2 separate regions of the Gossypium hirsutum genome follow, and region 2 is linked to region 1. Evidence: chromatin contacts called from public Hi-C data. All regions are on one chromosome and are shown on one strand. Each heading gives the region's core, a stretch centred on a gene start, on an enhancer-like site or on the middle of the called end of the contact. The rest is flanking DNA. Distances are from core to core; before and after follow the strand shown.

The links. A called contact is a pair of places that touch in the nucleus more often than the background predicts.
Region 2: a contact with region 1 is called in a Hi-C map of leaf, with 1.6 times the contacts expected there. The contact joins the promoter of LOC107920006 here to the promoter of LOC107920215 in region 1. A contact is called at or near these places in 10 of 34 Hi-C or Micro-C datasets (callus, hypocotyl, leaf and 1 more).

What each region holds. Positions count from the first base shown.
Region 1 is chrD13:10,637,593-10,642,688 of Gossypium_hirsutum_v2.1, forward strand. It overlaps LOC107920215, which reads left to right and starts at 2,487. Exons shown (of 14, transcript XM_016849791.2): 1 at 2,487-2,808; 2 at 2,902-2,963; 3 at 3,126-3,191; 4 at 3,264-3,339; 5 at 3,485-3,555; 6 at 3,921-4,022; 7 at 4,406-4,495; 8 at 4,882-4,956. The coding sequence starts at 2,754.
Region 2 is chrD13:10,861,823-10,866,918 of Gossypium_hirsutum_v2.1, forward strand. It overlaps LOC107920006, which reads right to left and starts at 2,750. Exons shown (of 11, transcript XM_041110241.1): 1 at 2,586-2,750; 2 at 1,716-2,019; 3 at 1,174-1,251; 4 at 490-1,061. The coding sequence starts at 1,998.

The DNA.
Region 1 (5,096 bases), core at 1,237-3,736:
TGTAAATTGGTCTGCCATTGGAATTAACTGCAAGAGCTTTGAGCCTAATTGGACTGCCATTGGAATGTTTATTGTAGTCCAGCACAAAAGCAGCAAGTTGTGGTACATAATGACCTGCAAATTAAAAGTTAATAAGCAAAACATAGATTTAAAAAAGATTTCAAGTAATGAATTTTTTTTTTCCTACATAGCTTTCCCTGATGAGAAACAAATTAGAGTTTTTGTATTATGGGAATTGCTTGAACCAGTTAACAAGGAAATTTAGATTATTCTCAGCTGAAGAAAAGGCTCTAAATCAGTGCTCTAAGTTCAACACTTAACCAATGTGGGGCTTATTCCATGGTAAATTATTTTTTACCTGTAAAAGTGTCATTGAAGCTTGTGTAATTCGAGCTAGTATTTGAGTACGAAAATGCAACTCCAATTGGACTCCCAACATACAAGATGTTTGATTCTGTTCGTTATGAAAATGAAAAAAAGTGCATTGATGGTAACTTAATTTAAGTATGGGTTAACTCCTCTAAACATCACTAAATTATGGTCCGTATTTTAAATTGATTCCTAAACTTAAAACATTTTAATTGAGTTAATTTAACCATTAGCTTAAGCGTTAAATGACTGCTCAAAACTGGCATGAAGCATATTTAAAACACGTGTGTACCTATTGTTTAAACAATTTGGATCCGTAAAATAGTTATACTCATGTTTATAATTTGATCCACGTGTTAAATTTGAGTTTGCATTTAATCTCTAAGCTAGCAGAAGGATTAGGGGTGAAGGTAAAAAAATAAAAATAAAAATAAAGGAGATCAATGGAATTTTAAATTTTAGAGGAGTCAAAATATAATTTTTGCCATTATACTAACTTATAATGGATAATTTTTAAAGGGACTTAAACACAATTTCACCTTTCTTTGGGGTAAGGGGCAAGGCCCTTGCTTGGTCCCTTGTATTTGCTCCTTAGAAAGAACTAATTGATTCGACACTAATACTTTAAAGACTCAATTATAATATTTTGATGTTAGAGACTAATTTAAAAATTATACCTTAGTTCGAGAACTTCTAGTGGAATTAACCCTTTTCGTTGCAAGATGCAACATTTATTATCCATCCTAGAAAAGTTTGATAAAACAGGATGCAATTTTCACCTTGTTTCACTGCTATTTCTTGCCTATTCTTTTTAATATCCAAGATTTCTGCAGATCTGATAACTAGACTGCCATCTCAACCTAACCATGTCTCGTTCAAGCAACACTCTGGTTACGTTGTTATAGATGCCAAGCATGGTCAAGCTTTGTTGTACTACTTTGTGGAAGTGGATGCTACTACACATCCACTGTTGCATCCCTTAACTTTATGGTTTCGTGGAAGTATAAGTAGGAGCGAATTCAGAAAATTTTTTAGTGGGACGAAATTAAATTATAATTTTTATGATATTAAAAATATAATTTTATCAGTTTAATAATTTATATCTTTATAATTTTAAAGGATTAAATTAAATTTTTATCATTTTTAAGAGGTAAAGTACAATTTTACATTTACTAGTTTAAATTTTAAAAAGTCTAAATAAAAAAATTTTCATTTTAAGAAAGATCATACCGCTGGATATATGATTAAAACATATTTGCAGGTTTTCTTAATATGTTTTCTTGAGGGGACTGTGAACTAAAATTCTTACGGGTCCTAGATGTTCATCACTTAATTTGGGGGCATTTCTGCATTGTTAATTAATACCATTAAATCATTAACCTAAAATCAATAATTTATATGAGAAGAAATTAGTAAAAACATACCAATTCAATCATTTATAGGAAAAAAAAATTAATAAAAGTAAACAATTCAAGTTTACAAATTACTATTTTTTTTTTCAAAAACTAACAACGAGATTAAATTAGTAAAATCAAATTCTCAATTCTTATAAGGTGTAGACTTGTAACTAAACCTAATATAAAAGTATATTTCAATATTTCAATAAAACAGAATTTTCGAATCAAACGGATAAAATCAAGTCAGGCATAAATAATTTTTTCCTTTTTACTATTTGAACTTGGCCAGACCCATTTTACTCCTTGAACCACTCTAATAAATAGTATGCAACTTATAATATCCACAAAATTGATGTTCATAAGGAATGTATTTAGGCTCCAATTTTTGTGGACGGTCTGATGACTTGGTCTTCCTTCAAGTATATATATACACATACATATACATATAAGAAGAACATAACTCTGAAACTTCTATTGAACAGATTTTGCCCATTTTTGGGTCTAAAGAAATTTCGAATAAACAATTATTTTGTGTCAAGTGAATTGATTTTTTCATTTATTTCTTTTTTATTCATTATCTAATTCGAAATACTTGAAATATATTACTAACACTAATAAAAAAAATCTACAAAAAAGTTAACCCGTAATGTTTAAATTTTTATATCTTGGATTTAAACTTTGGACAACGGATTGAAAGAACTCTTAAAATGAATATTTATTAAAGGAGGCTCGTGGATTTGATTTAGACTAAAAGCTCAGCCCAAAACAAGGCCCAACTCTGTCTTACTTAATCTCGACGACGCAGTTTTACTTCCTAATCAATCCTCATATATTCAAATATTCGGAACAAGACGAAACTTTATGTATGTATTATATACGCTGTCAGCTAAGCAATCGTGAACTTTAAACTCAATCCCCCAAAACTTTTCTCAGCTTCAGCCATAACCACAGCCAAATTCTTTTTGGCAAGCTATCGAAAACACTGTCATGGCTATGCAAACCGGAGTAGGTTTGTCGAAGATCTTGATCTTAGCCGGCGCCGGTACCGTCCCAACTGAATTTCTTACTTCAATTCTTCTTTTTTATTTTTCTTACTGTTTTAATTTTGACTTCAAGTTGTTAATTTCGTTTTCAGGTTATACGGGTACTGTCCTCCTGAAAAACGGTAAATTATCGGACATATTAGGCGAATTGCAGGTTAGTTTTGATCGTTTTGTTTGTTTTGATTTGCTAGTTTCTCCCTGCCGTATGATTCAAATATTTGTCCTTTGATTTTGTGTTGATTGACTAGGTTTCTACTTTTCATTCTTTTTCGTCTATTAATTTTAGCTTTTAACTCCTTTTTTCCTGATTTGGCAGTCGCTGGTGAAGGGACTCGAAAAATCGGGGGAGCAAGCTGATGATTCAGATGCACTTCTAGCTCAGGTATATGAGGAAATAGAGCTTAAAGTTTAAGTCTTTTGGTTGTAATATTTATCTTTTTCTATTAATTTGTAGGTGCGTCGTTTGTCAACGGAGATCAGGCAACTGGCATCAGCACGGCAGATAACTGTTCTGAATGGGGATTCTGGCGGTATTTTCTTAATTATATTTGCTTAAATAGTAGTTCTTTTAGGCGCATATATGTGAAACCAGTTTATAATTGCATTAACGGGATTAGATGAAGCATTTTCTAAGTGGATTTGCTTTGGTTGTTTGCTTTTTTCTTGATTTGGCAGGTAAGTTAACCTCTCTTGTAGTGCCAGCCGCAACATTGGGGGCATTGGGTTATGGTTACATGTGGTGGAAGGTATGTCATGATTTAATTGATTACTGATATGGTTTCTTTTTTACATAGTAGAATTAACTATCATTTTTATGCAAAATATATCCGCTGACGCCTGCCCTGTTTGTCAATGTTTCATTATTTATTGATATGGTTTCTTTTTCACTATTCTGTGGCTCAGTAGAATTAGTTATCTTGTCCTATACAAAATAAAATCCCCCAATGCTTGCCCTGTCACTTTTGATTATTTGCATCTGCATTATTGAACAAAATCGATAATTTTACATATTGATATTAACTTCTACAATTAGCTCTATTACTCTTCATTCATGCTGTCTGCTTTGTAATTTGACTAACATATTTTTTTTCTTTCCTTTTCTAATTACTAGGGTATTTCATTCTCTGATCTTTTCTGGGTCACCAAACGCAATATGGCGATGGCTGTGGAGAACTTAACAAAACATCTGGATTCTGTCTCAGATGCTCTCTCTGTAAGTTTATGCTCTCTTCGTTGCATTTTCTATCATGTTTTAGGGTTAAATGCTTCACTGAAGCATTTTTCTGTAAAAATGTATTATTTGCCACGGAATTTATTTATTTTACTAAAAGAGAATTTGGCCAGTCAAAGTAATGGTGATTCATGTTAATGGAAAATTGCCTTTTAATTAATTCCATATACAGTGAGATCGAGTAGAAACCAAAGAACTTTGGTTATAGTCTTTCCAAAAGCAAAAGATTCCTTTTGTACTTACTCCTCCAGTGCATCTTCCAATATGTGTTTTCCTAATTAGTTTTGAAATCAGCTTTTATATTAAAAGCATGCTATGAGATGTTCATAGAGCCTTTGATTAGTTCATAAATCCTACATTGGCAGGCTGCGAAGAAGCATTTGACTCAACGCATTCAGAACCTGGATGATAAAATGGAAACACAGAAGGAAATCTCGAAGAGCATTCAAACAAGTGTAAGTGCACATGTTTATCCATCTTTGAAGTCAGAATGAGGCCCACTTCCCCATCATCTATCTTCATTTCCTCTTCTTGCATTTTTATGTTTTTAGCTTTAAGTATGGAGTTAAAAGAGTGCAATTGGTTACAACTTACACATTATTGTTTCAAATGTTTTTAACTGCGGAGATAATCTGGCTATGATTTCAAAGATAATATGTAGGCCCAAAATTTTTTGAAACATTTGAACTTTGATGTTAGAATATCAAGGTTATGATGCTTTTTGTTGCACGTTGATTCTAAGCGTTGCAGTAATGAACTTGGTTTTGGGGTTGTAATGCACCAATATATCAAGTGAATTATTGTTTTACCATCACTAATGGTGCTCATATTTGTGGAGCAGGTAGAAGAGGCTCATATGAATCTGTCTAATATTGAATATGATTTGGATGCACTGCAGAGAATGATCTCTGGTTTGGTGAGAATTCTTTCTTTTTTTCCTTCTAATAATTGTTGCACTTGTTGAGAACTGGTTGTTAATTGGTGGTGCAGTTGTGATTCTCTTCTTTCCCTCTTTCAGTTTCTCCCCCACTTCTGTAGATGTTAAACTTGTTAATG
Region 2 (5,096 bases), core at 1,500-3,999, 220 kb after region 1:
TCTTTTTCCCTTTTTCTGTTCAATTTCCTGTTTAATTCAAAGGATTCTTGTCAGGAAAAGGAGACAGTTTGTGGAATAGGGAGGTAGATTCTTTCCAGTCTTTGAAGTGAGGGGTTAGATGACAGTTTAGCCTCTAATTGGAAGCAAGAGCAGAAAGCAATTGTTTGAGTAAGAGGTAGAGGCAATGGTAGTAGAAGTGCATTGCCTGTCTGTGTCCCCTGCCCTCTGCCATTGTCCTCCCTATGCAAGCCAGCGATTTTAAAATACAGAAATTACTACACCAACTGATTGTTTACCATTAGACACCCTTCATAATCAGAAAGAAATATCAAGAAGCTACTATGATAACATGATTTGCATGTAAAATAGAAACAATAAACTTTCAACCTGTCAGCTAACAAAATTAAAAGCAGATGTCTCCAGCATTTATCCAAGTCAAAGCAAATAGGAAAACAATAATTAACAATTTAGTTCTTCTGTGATGCTTACCACTATGTCTCCACTGGAAAGAGAGCAACACTTAATAGAATCTCTAGCTACTCCTCCAGAAACATTAGCATCAAAATTTCCTCTATCAATCACTGCATTTTGTCTAGATATATTCTTGGCAGCGTTATTGGTTTCATTTGCAATAGATTGTGGGCTATCCATCCCAGACAACTCAGAAACTTTCTCAGAAGCACCTTTTTTTGACCATAGAGGCTCACCTGACTCTGCAATCCTGACAAAGAAATGAGAGTTCTTAAACCTTTTTAACAGTGTTTCAGTCTGTCTTCTGTGATCTTCCATCCTAAGAAATGATTCACTAGCAGAGACATCCTTAGCTGGATCAATCTTATCTTTCTCCAAGTTTTCACCATTTTGATCCATTACTGCACCGTTAAGACTCGCATCCCCTCCTTCAGGCACTGAATTTGTTTCACCCTCCATGTTTCCATTTTGTTTCTGAGCACCCCTTCTCTTGCCACTTTTACACATCACTGCAGCAACTTTAAATGGGGTAATAATCTCTGTTTCCTGATTACATGCTGATAAGCATGCTAGAACATGAACTTGTTCTCCTGAAGAAGAAAACAGGATTAAGGTTCAAGTTACAAACACATATTTCATGAATACAAGCCAACTGTATGCTAAATCAGAAAGAAGCAAGAGGATCAAAAAACAAAAAGATACCAAGAAAAACAAAAGAACGATCCAGGGAACGCAATGAACTTATGTCTGGCGCACGGTTCCAGTCATCAGGGAGATCCCCTGCAAATGAGTATCAAGATTAGACATACAACAAAGAAATATCATATAAGGGAAGTAGATCAACAAAACCAAAGTTCAAATTTCAGGAAGACGTAATTCGTAAACAAGTCGTGTCAGGAAACTCTTGTCAAGTTGAAGTGTATCTAATGTAACTACAGAAGAACTAGGGCATTTACCTTTGTGGACACACTCTAGTTTCCAGAAGTTGTAAATCAGCAACAAAAACAAACATCAGAACATTGCTCTTCCACACAACCATAATTGTTCGGATTTTAAAAGCATATACTATGGAGTCATAACTCAAAACAAGGACCACTTTTACAAGTTGAACTTTTTCAAAGGAATAAGGCGAGGCGAGAAAAAGGAAAGAAAATGAGTAAAAGCCAATCATTAAAGCTATATCTAGAGACAGATCCAAAAATATTGTTTACATTAGCTACCTTTAGAGGTTAGTATACACTTACTATATGGAATGGTGATCCATCCATCTTCTTCACAAACATCAATGTGGTTCTCTGGGACAGAAGATTTCTTACCACTCCCAACACCAGCATTATCACCTAAATGTCCATTGGTTTCGGCATCATGGTTTTCAACTGTAGGGTACTCAGGTAATGGATCTTCACCAATAAGCCCTTCTAAAGATGTTGCAGAACTCGAAACATAAGTAGATTCCGCCACCTCTTCTTGTACTGGAGGTGGCTCTGGCACTGCCTGTTGATTGGACCGCAACAGCAGAAAGTTCATTATTTCCACCAAAATCAGCTTCTGCAAAATCAAACACCAAAGACACTTTACAACTCGAATACTAAAAGTAAAGTTGCAACAGGAAACAAGAACGCCACCAGAACTGGTGCATCTGATGCTTGTATCTCATTCAGAATCAGTCTCGATTTCTCACATGAAACTGAAGATTAAATGTAAAGCAAGCAGCATGATCAAAACCACTCAGAGAACATTCCCTTTTCCTACAATAACCTTAACTACATAAGCGGATCTTGCCCTTAAGTCTAATAATTACCTTGAATTTCAGCTTTCCGAAGTTCAGAATAAAGTTGAAGTAAAAGAAAACAAATATAAATAATTCAAACAAAGTAAAATCACTGAAATAAATCCTTTTTACACTGGATTAACCATGAACAATCTAAATTTCCTCATCATGAAAAATTTATAACCAAGAAATTCCAAAGCAAGACAAAATTCAAAAAAGAAAACGAAGAATGAAAAGAAAAAAGAAAAACAAAAATGCCATTGAACAATTTGCTTTCGATCAGACATAGCAAAGAAATTAGTCAAATAGATGATGAGAAAAAGGAAATCCTATATTGTTTTACCTGATCGGAGATCAAAGGCTGTGGAGGGTTTTCGTTTTCTTTTTCGTTTTTTTTTTAATTGTTTTTTGCCTGGTGCCTGGGAAATGGGAGATCCAATTTCCTGACGGGACTCTATAACTTGATCGGTTGTTCGATCTCGTTCTAGGTCGTTTGATTATTTTTTCGGTTTCGGGGTTGACTACCTTCTGGCCCGAGTTAGATCCGTACGAAATTAAGCCCTCAGCATTTAGCCCATCCCCATACAGCAATTGCCTTTTGCAGCCCAATCCTTTTCCTTTTCTCTGACATTCTAATCGGATTCAACCCAATTAAATTTAGAATCGAATTACGTAAAATTCATAGGATTTTTGAAATATAAGACTACAGAAATATCGAGTATGTTACATTACCCCATTCGATTCATTTGGCTGAAAGAAGATTTTTACATGTGATTGACGACATATACTATTACCTACAAACATATTTTACTAAATTGACATTGTTATAGAATTTATTTGTTTAGTTCCTTTAATTTTTTTCTTAATTTTCATAAAATTATTATAAATTATGATAATTCCTATTTTTATTATAATTTATATATTGTTAAATTCCTATTTTATTATAATTTACATACTATTAAATAAATATATGATGTTAAAATCAATTTATAAATTATAACTGTATATCATAATCATAATTAATATATTAATAAATAAAATTTTAGAGTAGACATAATAATTATAATTTTAAAGTATCAAATTAATATTTCAATGTTAAGAAAAAAAATATTATTGTTTTTAATTAAACTTAAATTTTATTTGAACAAAAAAGGACAAAATTTATTAAAATAATACAAATAGAGGGTAAATTAGTCCAAAATTTAATATTACACCCATAAACAAATGTAAGAATTAATTGTATTGACATTACACCCTATATTACAACATATTGGGACTATCTAGGAATGTAAGATTATAGGGTGGCTGGAATGTTAAGAATTCAAATTATGTAATCTTATTCCAAAATGTGAGATTACATGGTATAATGTTATATTCAATGAATCAAACACACTCTTAGCATTGCTTCTTCTTTTTTTTTATCTATAAGACTCAAACTCAAAACTTTACTTAAGCAACACCGAGTTCCTTACCACGTTATCTAATAATCAGATAACTTTTTTTTCTCTACTTAAGCTCCTTTTGGATGTTGTTTGGCTCTAGTGAGATGAGATTTCTCTCAATTTTTGTGCACTCGCACCACAATAATCTCTTTGGGAAAAAATGCTTTTATTTGGTCAAGACACTCCCAACGCACTACAACTCTAGTTTTCCACTAGGGTGTAAAAGCTATGCATACAAGATTTTTTGTTCTTTTTTGGAAAGTAATTGTTTTCATTAAAGTTGAAAAGAGGATACACAATGAAAAGAGAACACCCATGAAACATTAGTGGTTTGAAGAGAAAAAAACCCCTACAAAAACAGGATACATGATGAAGATAAAACATGGTACATGAGTTGTAGAGTAAGAGACAAAAGCATCAACGGTTTGAAGAACGTGGGGTACAAGTAGTGGCAAAGCCAAAGGGCTAGCAGGGGCTCAACCCCCTCTAAAATGGAAATTTTTTCATTTAAGCCCCTTTATAATCTATAAAATTTCAAATTATTAATGGTAAAATTGCACTTTAACCTCCAAAAAATGATAAAAATTTGATTCAATTCTTTAAAAGTTATAAAGATATAGGCTATTAAAATGATGAAATTGTATTTTTACTATCATAAAAATATATAATTTAATTATGACCCCCCAAAAAAATTTTCTAGTTTCACCCCTGGCTATAAGAATCACTAATTGGAACATTTTAGAGGAGACCAAGCATCATCAACTCTATTTTCTGACCCATATGTTCATGTTGGAAAAAATCCGGTTCGAAAATAGTTTTCTAGTACAACGAAAAATTAAAATTTTAAAAACTGAGCTGATTTGTGATTTTTATAGCAATAAACTTTTTACTGAAATTGCACCTGTGTTTTCAACTAGATGGATCCTTGTTGTTCTCTACCTTCAACTGAACGATCTTCTCCACTATTCTCGTACCATGAATTGCTACGAGTGTTGGCTCGAATGAATTCGAATCAAACACAAAACCAAAAATTATTTACTTTACTTTAGGTGGGAAAACAAAATTCTCTCTTTAAGAGAAACCAGTTGAATTATTATTCCGAAAAATAAAATTTATACTTAGAAAAATAAATAAATTCTCACTATTTTTTAGTAGAATAACAATATCTCAAAGTTTTATATTTAGCCCTATCGATACCATCTATTTATAGGAAGAAGAAGTGAAACCCTTATTGAATTAGTAGAAGCCTATTTCAATAGAAAAATAAAATCCTAGTCTAACTAGGAGAGAGAAAGGGGCGGCAACCCTAGTTAAATATACTAGGGTTCATCATCCTATGTATTAGTATGAGGGGCTTTTGGGCCTCTCCTGTATTAAGTCCAATTATAAGTACTTCTTGAACTTTTAACCTA